2 separate regions of the Mus musculus genome follow, and region 2 is linked to region 1. The links are chromatin contacts, called in public Hi-C maps. All regions are on one chromosome and are shown on one strand. The core of a region is the stretch at or near the end of the contact, and the rest is flanking DNA. Distances in the headings are between cores, read along the strand shown.

Evidence for each region. Hi-C and Micro-C count contacts between places; a contact is called where the count stands out from the background.
Region 2: a contact with region 1 is called in a Hi-C map of bone marrow-derived macrophages, with 47 read pairs. The contact joins two enhancer-like sites. A contact is called at or near these places in 7 of 39 promoter capture datasets (the 3T3-L1 cell line, the C10 cell line, the HPC-7 cell line and 3 more), 2 of 15 datasets of contacts at CTCF or cohesin (the NIH/3T3 cell line and large pre-B cells), 16 of 484 Hi-C or Micro-C datasets (CD4 T cells, the N1E-115 cell line, bone marrow-derived macrophages and 10 more), 10 of 115 datasets of contacts at active chromatin or transcription factors (the SCID.adh cell line, bone marrow-derived macrophages, cardiomyocytes and 4 more) and 2 of 9 other capture datasets (adipose tissue and liver).

The regions. Positions count from the first base shown.
Region 1 is chr12:83,809,512-83,816,922 of GRCm38.p6, reverse strand. It overlaps Numb (NUMB endocytic adaptor protein), which reads left to right. Exons shown (of 10, transcript NM_001136075.2): 4 at 5,563-5,637. Among named protein-coding and RNA genes, the nearest start is that of Gm46367, 9.2 kb to the left of the region's middle. Within about 2 kb of position 4,807, at least 13 of the 459 cell types and tissues checked have an H3K27ac peak or open chromatin away from gene starts, as enhancers often do. A contact at or near this core is called in the SCID.adh cell line and bone marrow-derived macrophages, where this site is marked.
Region 2 is chr12:83,923,268-83,930,868 of GRCm38.p6, reverse strand. Gm31386 (a long non-coding RNA gene) reads right to left here. Exons shown (of 3, transcript XR_381772.3): 2 at 1,534-1,580. Among named protein-coding and RNA genes, the nearest start is that of Gm31386, 5.2 kb to the right of the region's middle. Within about 2 kb of position 1,253, at least 87 of the 459 cell types and tissues checked have an H3K27ac peak or open chromatin away from gene starts, as enhancers often do. A contact at or near this core is called in the SCID.adh cell line and bone marrow-derived macrophages, where this site is marked.

The DNA.
Region 1 (7,411 bases), core at 3,558-6,057:
AGTGCTTGACTGTCATGCATAAGGTTCAGTCCCAGCACTCCATACACGAAGCATAGTAGCACCATCCTGTAATTCCAGAAGGTCAAGGCAGGAGAAGCACAGGCTCAAGGCCAGCTGTTACCTAGAGAGTTCAAAGGGAGCAAGACCCTGTCTCCAAATTAGGCAAACAAGAATTACAAAATGTGTAGTTCTCTTACTAGCAGCAGGTCTCACAGTGGCTGTAGTTGACTGTAGTAGTTTTCTTCAATGTCAAAGACTGCTTAGTAGCCATATGGGTTTAGATAAACAAAGAGTTGAAGCCAGCCTAGACTACATAGTAAAACTTTGTCTTAAAAAAAGAAGAGAAAAGAAAAAAGAAAGAAAATAAAATTTAGAAGATTTGCTCATAATAAAGAAATTTAGAGCAGATATTAGTTTTTTATTTTCAAGCTGGGTATTTAGCAAGTAAAGTGACTACTTGGAAGTTACACTCTTCACTGGTCATTTTTCGCGCATAGGTTAGCTTGATCCTTCTGCTTAGATTTCACTAAATTCTAAGTTACTAAAATTCTGTCTATGTTAGGTCCATTTTCTTTCTTTGGAAAATAGGCAAGTTTGGTCTTCAGTATGGAACTTTTTTTTATCTTTAGTATTAAATGGTTTATGGCAGCATTAGCCAGTGTGAGTTCTACCCGTAACCTTGAAATGATTACCAAGCCAGAATGTGTTGTAACAACGGTAATGAACTCATTCTTAGTTTCTCACATGTACAGTACCACTACCACAGTTTTATTAGTGTCTAAATTATGCAGCTTTTGGAGGAAGTATTTCTACCACAAGTAAGCCCTACATTTCATGCTCATTCTGAACTACCTTTTTTATTAGTAGGTTTTGTTATTTGACGACGTCATATAATGCATTCTAGTTACTCTTTTTCAGCCTCACTTACTGCCCTCCCACTCCCAGCCTCTGCCCCACTTCTTTCTTACAGATCTCTTTCCACAATCACAAGTCTTTGTCTTGTTTTGTGTCCCACAAGACTATCCTGTGACTGTGGGTTTGGAACTATCAGTAGCAGCCTGATGGGCTCACTAGTGGGTTCACAGCTGGACACTGCCTCTCCCAGAATCCAATTGTCTTGTATGTAATACATTACTATCATTTTTTTGTTTCCATAACCATAAAATTGAGCCAAGGGTGAATTTTAGAAAATCTCTAAATATTATAAGGAATCTATCAAGGAGAACAATTCTAAAGTGACTTATTTTCCCCTACCTTCAATTGGCTAACCTTTTGCTATCTGTTGCTGCAAATGCTGAATACTGAAGTTTATGGTAGTATAGTGTGATGTGTGATGAATCTGCAGTGAACATGATAAGGGCTTTCTAGGCCATTTACAGCTATTTCTGTCATTGGATAGCTGCCTTCTCTATTCCTACAGCAGATATTTAACAAACTCTTTGAACATAAAAAAGGAAAAACTAAGCTGGGCAGTGGTGGCACACACCTTTAATCCCAGCACTTGGGGAGGCAGAGGCAGGCGGATTTCTGAGTTCGAGGTCTACAGAGTGAGTTCCAGGACAGCCAGGGCTATACAGAGAAACCCTGTCTCAAAAAACCAAAAACAAACAAATAAAACCAAAAAAAAAAAAAAAAAAGGAAAAAAACGAATGTCCTTAACTTAGTATACCTGAAAGCACAACTTTAAAAGAAATTAATAGTAGCAGTAAAGTAGTGGTGGTAGGTGGCTACCAGTTTACCTTTTTAAGAAGCCCAGGTACTGTATATATACTCTAACCCTTTTAATGCATGTGCCTATATGTTGCACATGAAGAACAGAAACTATATCCTTTGTTTAGCATTTAAATAGTAGCACTTAATCCAGACTTGTTTTATGCTTCTAGAGTAACTAGCAAGTGCATGCTAGTTTTTCACAATCTTCTAAACATCCTTTGTCATCTGCCTGCCTCATTGCTCTATGTTTAACTCTCCTTTTTATGGAAAAGGGTTTTTTTTTTTTAAAGAAAAAAAAGCATAGTCTTGGTGTGAATGCCTCCTACCTTAACCCGTTTAGTGTTGAGGTTACAAGGATTACAAGCATTCAGCACCACATCTAGCCTTAAATAAAGCCTGTTGTTGTCATAGTTGTTTTGAGACAAACAGAGCCTTGAACTCACAGCCTGCTTCTGTCTGTCAGGTGCTGGGATCAGAGGTATGTGCCACCACACTCAGTTAATAAACGTTTTAAAGAGTGTGTTTGAGTTTATAGAATCTTTTTACCTTTCATTTACTTCTCAGCCTGTTCTGATCTAACTTCCACTTCACTGCCAGTCAGGTTCTCCAGAGACGCCAACTTGAGGATAGGTGAACATGGGTGCACATGCATACATGCAAGATAATCTGTGTGACATAGAGTATTTTAAGAGTTGGCTCATGAGTTCATGCATGTGGCAAGTAGGCTAGCAGTCTGGAAACTCAGACAATATTCCTGTGTTACAGATCAAAGGAGGCTTTCTTTCTCAACTGATTGTATAGGACCTGAACTGTTAAAGCTAATCTTTTCCTAAAGTCAGTTGTTGTTTTTGTATTTATAGCCCTGACTGTCCTGGAACTCACATAGATCCACCTGCCTCTGCCTCCCAAGTGGTGAGATTAAAGGCGTGTGCCACCACAACCACCTGGCCAAAAATCAAGTGCTCTTAACCACCAAGCCATCTCTCCTGACCTTGTTTGTTTTTTAAGATAGAGTCTTCCTTACATTGGGCTGGCCTGGAATTCCTTATGTAGTCTATCTTACTCCAACACATGATCTTGCCTTAGCCTCCTGAATGCTGGGATTACAGCCACAGCAACTTTAGACTAGTGTTTGACTTAAGCAACTAGGTATACTACCATGCCTGGACCTAAACTTCTCTTTACCTGGTACTTACTCTGTACCAGGCTGACCTTGTCTATATGTCTGTGCATAGGTCTGTGCCTGAGAATACAATGTCTGTAGTTGCATGTACCATCATACCTAGACCTAAGCCTTTCTTTCATTCCTTTTCACAAGCTCTTTGTAAGTTTGGTATTGCAGTTCATTCCAAATATAGTCAAGTTGACAACTGAGAATAGCTGTCACAATCTATCCCTTGTCAATTTGACAACACAGTCATATCTCCTTATGTACAAATGAAAACAATAACCAAGTCATTTTAATGACTGTATTCAGTTGTCTTCTGAATCCCACATAGCTGGGTGCTTGACAGACACCTTAGACTTCCTGAAATTTCCTATCTTAGCCAGAGCTACTTTTTCACTCAAGTGACACAAGACAGGAACCTATCCCCTCCCCTATACTGTGTAAAACCACCTTTGCAATCTCAGTCAAGATAGCTCCATCCTGATTCTTTCCTGCCTGGAATCTTGCTTATTGATCTCTATCTGACCTCAGGTACACTGCTGCAAAGTGATGTTTTAAAATGCAAGTCTAGGGACTGGAAAGTTCACTGAATTAAGAGCATTGCTGCTCTTCCAGAGGAACCAAGTGCAGGCCTCAGTACCCACCTCAGGCAACTCATAACTGTCTGTAACTGACACTCGAGAGGAACCAGAACCACCTCTGACAGCCACAGACCTGTGCATAAACATAAAGAGCAATTAAAAATAAGAGGTTTTTAAAAAATGCAAATCTAGCGCTGGTGCAGTAGTTTAGTGTTTGGTAAAGACCCTTGCTGCCAAGGCTGATGGCCTGAGTTTAATCTCCAGGGTGACACGATAGCGGGAAAGAGCCGACTCCAGTGAGGCCTCTGTGCACTCGCGATCAGATGTGATAAGTAAGAGCAGATATACAAATGTGGTTGTGTTTAATTCTTTTAGTAGCTTTCAGTTGCCCATAGAATTAAGATCCAGTTCCCTAGAAGGTGCATGAGGCCTTTCCTCCTGACTGTCTCCTGTTGCTTCATGCCCAGTCTACTTTCAAACCCACACTGAGATAGTTTCAGGGTCCCAGACTTATGTGCCCTTTGCCTTGATGGTATGTGTTCTCAGAGCATTGCTTTTCAGTGCTCTGTGAGGTGGTCTTGTAGCCACTTTTGCAGTGGCTAAAGTTTCAGATCTCACCCAGGATGTGGTGGTGGCGGCAGTGTAGCTGACAAACCTGGAGTGGGTCCTAGCCGCTTTTTAAACAAAGAGGATGCTTCCACAACCAGGATTCCTGGACTTGGGGACATGGAGAGGAGAGTAGCAGTTCTGTTGTTCCCTGTTCTTCTAGCAGCTGCTGATTAAACTCAGCCCCAGATTCCCTTTGGTCTGTACTTCTGTGACAATCCGATATCCACCTCAGCCTTTATTTGTTTTAATTTACTTATATCCACAGGCAAGTTAAGAAAGGGCATTAAGTACCATTGATTCCCTCAAAGAAGAAATAAATTATCAGCTCGTTCAAAGTGATTCTTGTTTCCCGCCCAAAAACATAAAAACAAAAAACAAAAAAGCCATGGCGGTGCATGCTTTTAATCCCAGCACTCAGAAGGCAGAGGTAGACAGATCTCTGAGTTTGAAGCCAGTCTGCTCTATACGGTGAGTTCCAGGACAGCCAGGGCTACACAAAAACCCTGTCTCAAAAAACAAACAAATAAAACCAACCCTTATCTTAGCTGTAATTTTAGAATCTTCCTATGCCCTCAGAATGTTTCCCTGCATGTAATGTTAGATTTAAAAAATTGGCCTTGCACTCGGGAGGCAGAGGCAGGCAGATTTCTGAGTTCGAGGACAGCCAGGGCTATACAGAGAAACCCTGTCTCAAAAAACCAAAAAAAAAAAAAAAAAAAATTTTTTTTTTTTTGGCTAAATTGGGGCTGGAGCGGTGACTCAGCAGTTTCTGAGTTCAGTTCCCCTCACCCACATGACTGTTCACAACTGTCAATAACTCTCATCCCATGGGATCCAATTCCCTTTTCTGGTGTGCAGATATACATGCAGACAAAACATCCTTATACAGAAAATACATAAATAATTAATTTTTAAAATCTAAGCTAAATTATTATTAATTTTGAGGGGATAAATAATTACTTTTTAAAAGATTGTTCATAGAATAATTATGGTTTCTTGCCATTTTTAACTGAAAATTTCAGGTGACAAAGGGTCACACCAGTTTTCAGAGGATAGCAGAATGGTTCAGAGCTGATTGGGATTTCTCTGTCCCTCTCTGTCCCTGCAGGTCTCCGTGTGGTGTAACTCCTTATGCACTCAGTATTCTCAGACTCTTAGGTTTCTCGACTGCGTTTTTAAATGGTGAAGACTCTTGTTGTGACTTCTTTGCCTTTTCTGGAATGTGTTACCTTGTTCTACTTGTATTTGTCTCTTCTCCCTTACTTAGTTATCTTAGGATTTGTGTTGTTTCTGAAGCCATAGCTCTGGCTTGTTTCTTCCTGAATGTCTCTGCGGTTTGGTTTGAGTACCTGGCTTTGGGCATCATTCCTGAAGCTGGGCTTCCTCTCTCCTTGTGACTTGTTGGAGGATGGAAATCTGTATTTTCTGAGTTCGTTTCTTTTTAATATTATGTGTGGGTGTGTCTCCTCCCTCCCCCTTCTCTTTTAAAAGACGGGAAAGAAAGCAGTGAAGGCCGTTCTGTGGGTGTCAGCGGATGGGCTCAGAGTTGTGGACGAGAAAACTAAGGTAAGAGTTTTGTGAGTTTAAATGCTGCTTCTCATGTGATTTCTCTCTAGTGATAAAATGCCATTAAGTGTTGTAGTAGCTCTATAAGATCCTGCCACTGTGTCCACAGTACAGCCTTTGAGAGACTGTTTCAGTGTCCAGGAAACTAGTTTAGTAACTCGTTTACTTTATGAACTGAATCTCTCAGCATTTTGTTGTACATGATGTAGCGTATCTTATGTACCCAGCATTAATATTTCATGCTAAGATGTGAGTTCTGTTTTTATTCTGTTTACTTTTTTCAGATCCTTGAATATAAAAGGTAATGTATCTTTTACTGTAGTTTTTAGATGACAGGCCACATGTTTACTGTGCCTTGTTCCTTAGGAAATGTCTTAGTGCTGAATGAACCGGCTGCTGAGAGCCCTGAGAGGCGAGGGCCACTGTAGGTTCACACGGTATTCTAGGTAGCACTCATTTGAGAGAAAGGGACCCTGAACGCCCAAGATATGCATGGTCAATTAATCAGTAATAAATTTTCTTAAGACCTAAAGTCAGGAAATGCTTTTTAACCAGAAGTTAATTTGGATAAAGTTAAGCGAATCAAAAACCGGTGTGAGAAGCAGTTTAATGATTCTTTTTTTTTCTTTTTCTTTTGTTTTTTGTTTTTGTTTTTGTTTTTCTTTTTTTTTTTTTTTTTGTTTTTTGTTTTTTGAGACAGGGTTTTTCTGTGTAGCCCTGGCTGTCCTGGAACTCATTTTGTAGACCAGGCTGGCCTCGAACTCAGAAATCCGCCTGCCTCTGCCTCCTGAGTGCTGGGATTAAAGGTGTGTGCCACCACGCCCGGCTCAGTTTAATGATTCTTAAATGGCTTAATATAGCAACATTTCAGACCTTTGAAATGCTAAAAATATTTATAGGCTTAAATTTAACACATTTTTCAGCAGTAGAGATTTTTTTTTCTCTTTTTTTTTTTTTTTTTTTTTTTTTTTTTTTTTTTTGGTGTTTTTGAGACAGGGTTTCTCTGTGTGGTCCTGGCTGTCCTGGAACTCACTTTGTAGACTAGGCTGGCCTCGAACTCAGAAATCTGCCTGCCTCTGCCTCCCGAGTGCTGGGATTAAAGGCGTGCACCACCATGTCCAGCTAGCAGTAGAGATTTTAAGTATATTTTTAAACTTGTATCCTTTTAATACATTTTTTGGATGAAATTTATTTTTGAAAAAAGGTCTTGCTGAGACAGTGCTTTCAGCGGTTAAGAGCACTGACTGCTCTTCCAGAGGTCCTGAGTTCAATTCCCAGCAACCCCGTGGTGGCTCACAGCCATCTGTAATGGGATCTGGTGTCCTCTTCTAATGTGTCTGAAGACAGCTACAGTGTACTCATGAATAAAGTAAATAAGCAAATCTGAGAGAGAGAATGAGAGACAGAGAGAGAGACAGAAAGAGAGATATCTTGCGGTCTTGCTGAGTTTGATCTAACAATTCCCCTGCGTCAGCCTCCCAAGTGCTGGGATAACAGGCTTGTGCCACCATACCAAGCAAATTTATCATTCTCATGGCTATGCATTTGCTTTTTACTGTATTTGGAAACTGATTTACCCTTTGATGGCTACTTTTTTAGAACCTACATTTATGAATTTCATTCTTTCCATGTTGACTGATAAGTTACTGGTAGATGGTTAGTTGAGTTGGAGGGGGACAGTCTCTCTGTGTAGCCCAGTCTCTTGTCTTGAGTTCAGTATGCAGCAATCCAGTTTGGCCTTGAATGTGCATCAGTTCTCTTGGCCTAGCGTCCA
Region 2 (7,601 bases), core at 4-2,503, 120 kb before region 1:
CTGGGCTAATATCCACTTATCAGTGAGTGCATATCTAATGACTTCTTTTGTGATTGGGTTACCTCACTAAAGATGATATCCTCCAGATACATCTATTTGTCCAAGAATTTCATAAATTCATTGTTTTTAATAGCTGAGTAGTACTCCATTGTGTAAATGTACCACATTTTCTGTATCCATTCTTCTGTTGAGGGATATCTGGGTTCTTTCCAGCTTCTGACTATTATAAATAAGGCTGCTATGAACATAGTAGAGCATGTGTTCTTATTACCAGTTGGAACTTCTTCTGGGTATATGTCCAGGAGAGGTATTGCTGGATCTTCCGGTAGTATTATGTCCAATTTTCTGAGGAACCTCCAGACTGACTTCCAGAATGGTTGTACAAGCTTGCAATCCCACCAGCAATGGAGGAGTGTTCCTCTTTCTCCACATCCTCGCCAGCATCTGCTGTCACCTGAATTTTTGATCTTAGCCATTCTGACTGGTGTGAGTTGGAATCTTAAGGTTGTTTTGATTTGCATTTCCCTGATGATTAAGGATGTTGAACATTTTTTTCAGGTGCTTCTCAGCCATTCAGTATTCCTCAGGTGAGAATTCTTTGTTTAGCTCTGAACCCCATTTTTAATGGGGTTATTTGAATTTCTGGAGTCCAGCTTCTTGAGCTCTTTGTATATATTGAATATTAGTCCCTTATCAGACTTAGGATTGGTAAAAATCCTTTCCCAATCTGTTGGTGGCCTTTTTGTCTTATTGACAGTGTCTTTTGCCTTACAGAAGCTTTGCAATTTTATGAGGTCCCATTTGTCAATTCTTGATCTTACAGCACAAGCCATTGCTGTTCTGTTTAGGATTTTTTCTCCTGTGCCCATATCTTCGAGGCTTTTCCCCACTTTCTCCTCTATTAATTTCAGTGTCTCTGTTTTTATGTGGGACAAAATACTTCTAAGAAATGCTAAAGAATAATAAAGGATGGTGAGATACCCACCGTCAACCTCTGGGCTCCATACACATGTGCACATGCACACATGTGCACATGCACACACACCTCATGCTCATATAACCTTACACAGAGAAGAAAGAAAAGCAAGCCTCTGCTGTTATTTCTAAAATCTGAACCAATTCTCTAAGCTATTGGCATGGTCTGTGTCTGGGGATGGGAAATAGATTTGTGCGTCTCCATTTGAGTGACAACATCCTTTTTATCTCTTGCTGATAAAAGACAATGATGTTCTTTCACAGGAAACTAACAGGAAAAGAAAGAAAGCCTACCACTGAGTACACTTCCTGAGGGTGAAAGCAAGCCGTGGCTGCTCTCACTGAGGGTAGGAAAAAGCTGAAAAAATAAACTCAGCATCCCCATGTGGAGTCAGTCTTCTTCCCCTTCTAAAATTGGCCAGTCTGAAGGGACAGACAGAGGTCTTCTCAAAATATTAAGAGGTATTGAAACTCACTAATCTCTTCTGTCTCAAACAGAGGAAACTTAGAAAGGAAGATAAGAGTCTTTGGAAAGAGGAACTTGACATTGGTACATACCTTCCCTTTAAGCTTCAGGTCCATTCCCAGCAACTTCTGCTTTGACTCTGTGTACAAATGTAGTAATGTTTAGGAATGTGTCAAGGGGAGAAGCAGCCAGGGTTAGAGGTGTTCAGAAAAACCTGTGTGCTTTAAAAAAACAAAGATTCCCCCCACAAACAAACAAAAACAAGGTCTCAACAAAAAGCAGACTGGCCTTGAACTTGATATGCAGATAAAGATGAACTTGAACTTCTGATCCTCTCCCTTCAGCCTCCAGAATGCTGAGATTGCAGGAGAGCACCGCCACACCTAGTTTACACAGAGCTTTGTGCATGCTAGGTGGGCCAGCTATTGACCCAGCTCTATTCCTAGCCCCACAGGTGCCTTGATTTTGAGGCAAAGGTATAAAATAGCATTATCTGGGAGTATTTATTGAGCTTTAAGGTACAACACTTAGCAGATGTTGCTAGAGATGACTCTGGATGTGGAGCCAGCTCCAATATAAAGTGCTTACTTGTGTGGATAGTATAACACAGTAGAATTAACACGGGAAATGTAGATGATAGAGGAGGAAAGGTGGGAGGGGGATGAGGGGGAGGGGGATGAAGAGGGAAGGGGGAGGGAAGGGGAAAGGGGAGAAGGTTTGAATAGCTATCCTGGCAGGAAGAAAGGAGTTAGGATGAATTGCAAAGACTTGGACTTTTGTCTGTCTACAGCAGAAGTTCTCAGCCTTGGGTCACAGCCCCTACAGGGTTTCTAGATCAGATATCCTGCATACCAGATATTTATGATTCCTAACAGTAGCAAAATTATAGTAATGAAGTAGCAACAAAATAATCTTATGGTTGGGGTCACCACAATGTAAGGAATTATATTAAAGGGCATGAGGAAGGTTAAGAACCACTGATCTAGGTGTTTTGTTTTTTTTCTTCTTCTTAATTTATGCTTGTGTTGTGCAAGCACATGCCATCATCATGTATGTGAAAGTCAGAGAACAAGGTTCAGGAGCCAGATCTGTCCTTCCAACCTTAAGTAAGATCTGAAGTCGGACCCAGGCTAGTATGGTGACATTCTCACAGGCTGAGCCATCACTGGTACTGCTGGGTTTATTTTTGAGGCAGTTTTTGCTAAGTAGACCAGGCTGAGGCTGGAACAGAAGTCTTAGTTTAAAAACCATTTATACTTCAGGAATTTTATCCTCCTCCCAAAGACTTCTTGTATAATAGTCATGGGTGAGCCTTGAGAAATGACTCAAAGCCAAAATAATGGAGTTTCCTTGATTATAGTTCCTCCTTTCTCTGGCTAGAGGCCAAGCCCCAATATCTTCCTCCCTCAAAAGGAAGCCAGCCTCAACCCAGCCCTGATGGATCGCTCTGACTGCCTAGTGATCACGCTGCAAACTGGACTCTCTTCTTACAATCTTCTAAATGTAAAGTCACTATGAGCTATCCGGTCTCATCTCTTGGCTCAGGTGTGGAAGTACCCTTATCGTGTCTGCTGAGACATGAACCTTCCTCTTTCTGATCCTCAGCTGATGACTGACTCTACATAATACACAATGACCAGCTTCTTTTGGGAGGGCAAAGATCACACCTCTAAGACATTGCGTATTCTTCCGGTCACACTCCTCCTTCAACAGAACCTGGATGGAGCCAGACGCACATGTTTCTTTGAATTAAAGGAGCTCTCATGATTAGCCTGTCTTGCAGGTTTTGATCATACTCTCCTCAATAGAAGGAATATAGGAAATTAGACTAGGCTATACTTTTGTTGGACATATTTTATGACGCCTAAACCTAGCATTTCGCTCTGGCAAGTGTAGGCCACTCACTGAAAAAGGGAACACAACATATGGAAGTTGGATCATCTTGTAGAAGTCACCACTTGACAGTATTCCCTTCCAACAGATTGAAGAGACAACTAGGTATCACACATTAATAATGTTAATAATAACTAATGGCTATTAAGTAGTTAAGATGTGTCAAGATTAGATGATATATCTTATTTATTCTCATAAAAGGTTTCCTTCTAGTAGCCAGGAGAGAAAACCAATCATTATATACACTCAGTAATAAGATTAATAGTAATAATAGTTATATATTTGTTATATTATACATTACATTATATATGCTGGCCCTAAATTGCATACGTTCTCTGATTTTGTTTCATTTTTAAATGAGCCCTATAGGTAGGATAGTTCTAAAATGTTTACTGATAATGAGCCTCCTGTTAGTGTTTATATACCGTGTAAGCTTCTCTCCTGAAATGTAGGCAGAGCCTAATAGCATATTGCTAACTAAAGGAATGTGGCAGAGGTGATGTGACATCACTTCTTTGATCAGAGTACAAAGGGCTGGCATTCTTTGTCTGGCCTTCTCTCTTTGCTTCTTGCTATCTCTGATGAAGTAAGCTGCCCTGTTATGTCTCCAAGGCCAGGCACTGATGAAGGCCTGCTGTCTGCTGCTCCTTAAGAACTAAGGCTTTAAGGTAAATTCTGTAAGAAACTTAATCCTGCCAAAGACCACATAAGAGAGCCACGAGGTAGATGACTACACTTTAGGAGAGACCCAGAGCCAGAGCCAGAGGACACAGCAAAGCTGCACCAGGATTTCAAACTCAGAGATACTATAAAATAATAAACGTAATAAATGTTTTAAGCTAGTAAGTTGTAGGGTGATTTGTTAGACAGCTAAAGATACCAGACACACATTTCATTTTGTAAACAAGAAACTGAAGCTTAGGGAGATTTAGCAACTTTCCTAATTAATCAACTGGAACTTTCCTACAGGTACAGTTAGTTTGTAAATGGCAGAACCAAAATTATTAATGACTATGGTGTGGGTGAGTGTTAGGCTCAAGAGGGCATAAGTTCAAGTGGTACATACCTTGCAGTCCCAATACTTAAGCAGCTAAGGGAGAAGTGTCATTAAACTGCCATTAAACTATGACAGTCTGGCCTACATAGTGAGAACAGGTCTCAAAACAAAGCAAGAAGGGTCCAAGTTTAAATTTACTCTCTTGTAAGGCTCCATGTGGCTGGGGTTTGAGAGTTCTCAAAGGCATTCTGCTTGAGCAATCTTTGGAAAATAGCCATGTTTCCAGGAAACTCTCTGCACGCATGTAAAACAGGGATGGACAAACCTTTAAATGGTGCTAAGTACTTTGCTTGGCCCACTCCCTGCTGTAGAAGAATAGCTGGTCCGCCCAGAGATTTGGTGATAGTAACTAGGGCCCCCTTTCAATAGCACAATGGCAGCATTATGAGCTGACACCTTACCCATTTTATAAATAAGCACACTATAAGCACATCATTTTTCTTGAGGATGAAAATGAGTATTTACTAGTAAGGCATGGTATGGCATTAAAAAAAAAATCACAGGGGCTGGAGAGATGGCTCAGTGGTTAAGAGCACTGACTGCTCTCCCAGAGGTCCTGAGTTCAATTCCCAGCAACCTCATGGTGGCTCACAACCATCTGTAATGGGATCGGATGCCCTCTTCTGGTGTGTGTCTGAAGAGAGTGACAGTGTACTCATATACATAAAATAAATACATCTTTAAAAAAAAATCCCAGGCATCTGGAACAGAAAAGCAAACAGCTCTGCCCATGAGAACGGCCCCTTCCACACTCTCCCCCACTTTGCCTTCTCATCCACAAACCAGTCTTGAACTTTGAAGCCACAGTGCTCAGTTCCAGCACGGGAAAAACGGCTTGGCACTTCCATCTATTAGAAGTTCTTCTGCTTGGGATGGTAAAATCATCTTTTGCCTTGTGTTCAGCCAGAGGTCACCTTTATGAAGACATGTCCTTGGCTTGGCTACATAAATCTGTCCTTCCTTTGTCAGCTCTGACCAGCTGCCAGAGCAGCAGTCTTTGAACTTGGGGAGGCTTCCCAAGAAGATACGGAACAAGAGCCTTATAGAATGCATCCCAGGCACTTTTTTCCTTTAACGAGTGAGTGGCAGACACTGCACTTTACCTATCAGTGCACTTAAGCAAGCCAGTGTAAAGTCCACAGGCAGCACTGGGAGGGGGCAGCCTCCGGAGGGGAGGGCTGGCTCAGCGCTCTCCTGGGCTCCCAGACCAGTTTTCTGTCTCTCATGGCGGCTTCTCTCTTGCTTTCTCTTCTTCTTTCCTCAGGTCTTTCTCCTCCCCAAGCCCCTCTTTTCTTCCTAACTCTTTCCACCTTGTTAACTACTTCTTATCAGTAATCTTGCCTCCAGTGGCTGGCGGGGCGGCAGGTAACTCTGGCCCTGGTCTGCTCCCACCGCAACTTACTTCTCTAGCCCATCTGGAACTGGAATTGTGTCTAGAAAAGGGGGATCGGAGGATTGAAGACTTCCACAGGCAAGACATAGAGCTTATCGAAGGTGGGATTTGGCTCTTTAGACCAAAAAGCAAGCAAACAAACAAGCAAATAAATAAAATAAAAACCAAAAGCAAAAAAAAAAAAAAAAAAATGCCCAAAACAACAACAAAAAAAAAACCCAACCAAACAAACAATCAAAAACAACAACAACAAAACAAAACCCAAAACTAAACAAAAGAAAAAGAAAAAGAAATGAACGGAGACTTGAGTGTTGAATGTTGCTCTGTAAGAAGAAGGTAGAGAGGAAATGCCTTAGAGCCCATGAAGGCCTGGGCTTCTACTGTACCCCTCAGATATCAGGGTACCACAGTGAGTCCCCCATTTTGCACTCAGTTGGTAGAGTCACATTTGAGTCACATTAGAGTCACATTTGCCGCTAGCATACCTGCCATCATGGTCTGAATCAAGAGGTTCTGAACAGATAGCATCTACAGCAACCTCCACAGGCAGCCATACCAAACACAGAGCTGCAGACAAGCAGGCTCCAGGGCTCTTGATTTCTAAGAGGCCCTGTGGGGGGCTGGGAGTGCTGGAGAAGTACACAGAGCAGGGAGGCGAAGCAAGGGGCAATGGTAGCAGGCTAACCCCATGTGGATAAAACCAAAGACTTCGAGCAGTTTTGTTAACCCAACACCCTTGGTTAGTTCTAAGTGTGCATCTTAAAGCCTTCCTTCTTTCAACTTTTCTTCTTCCTGCTGGTTGTACACATTTATTTTAATTTTCCTCTTATTTTACAAAGGGGAACCTTGGGAAGTAGATGGGTAGGAGCGACCCAGGACAAAAGCTTGTTTTTAGTGGTTGAGATAATGAGTGGCTGACCTTTGTGGCAATTATTCACCAACTTTTGTGATAGCAGTCTGAGTTCCTAAACTTAGTGGTCGAGTCCCCTTCTCGAGACTGCCCTAATTCTATGTTCTGTATGGCACCTCATCACTGTGGCTGTGCAAGGGCCATTATTATCCAGAGCACCATAATAATGGCCATGCCCTCCTATGACGCTATTGTTTCCGATCTGCTAGGACATTAATTGCCTTCTGACTTGCTCTAAAATTGGTACTACAGCACAGCATCAAGGCTAGGGAAGGAGGCTGCTGGCGAGGCATTGAAAGGCTGTGTAAAAGGATGCTGGGATGTTGCAGCCTCTCCAGGCCCCTTCCTATTTGCTTATTTACTTCCCATGTTATAAGATGCTAGCTCAGGTCTTCTGTCCTGACTTCCATCTTATCTTGGTCAGTGCGTGATCTTTTCCTTCAGTGAAATGATTCAGCCATCTCTGGAGTTATTTTGGCTTTCACACTTTCCTTTTATGGATTTTCTGTGAGTCACTGAATTGAATGGGAGGGTATTTCTAAATTGGAAGGTGAGGATGAGAGAAAAGGGAAGAAGGTTCCAGAAGATAACTAGGGGGAAAAAAACCACCCCACTTCATTGTTATGTATAGTTACTGGAGGAATAATTTCCACTTAGTTTGATGATAGAAATATGCAGTTTATTTCAGCTCAACTAAAAATATAGACAGCTCTCCCTCCCCACAACCCCTACCTCATAATAATAAGCTACATAGTTTTAGATTCTGGAGCTTGCTCTGTAAAGGGCAGAAGGTTAATAAACAGAAGAGATATGGCAGGAGTTACAGCAAAAAGGCAAAGTACAAAATTTCCAAAGTCCACTCCGGGATCCACCGGAAGGCCTTTATTCCAAGACCTTGTGTTTGAGA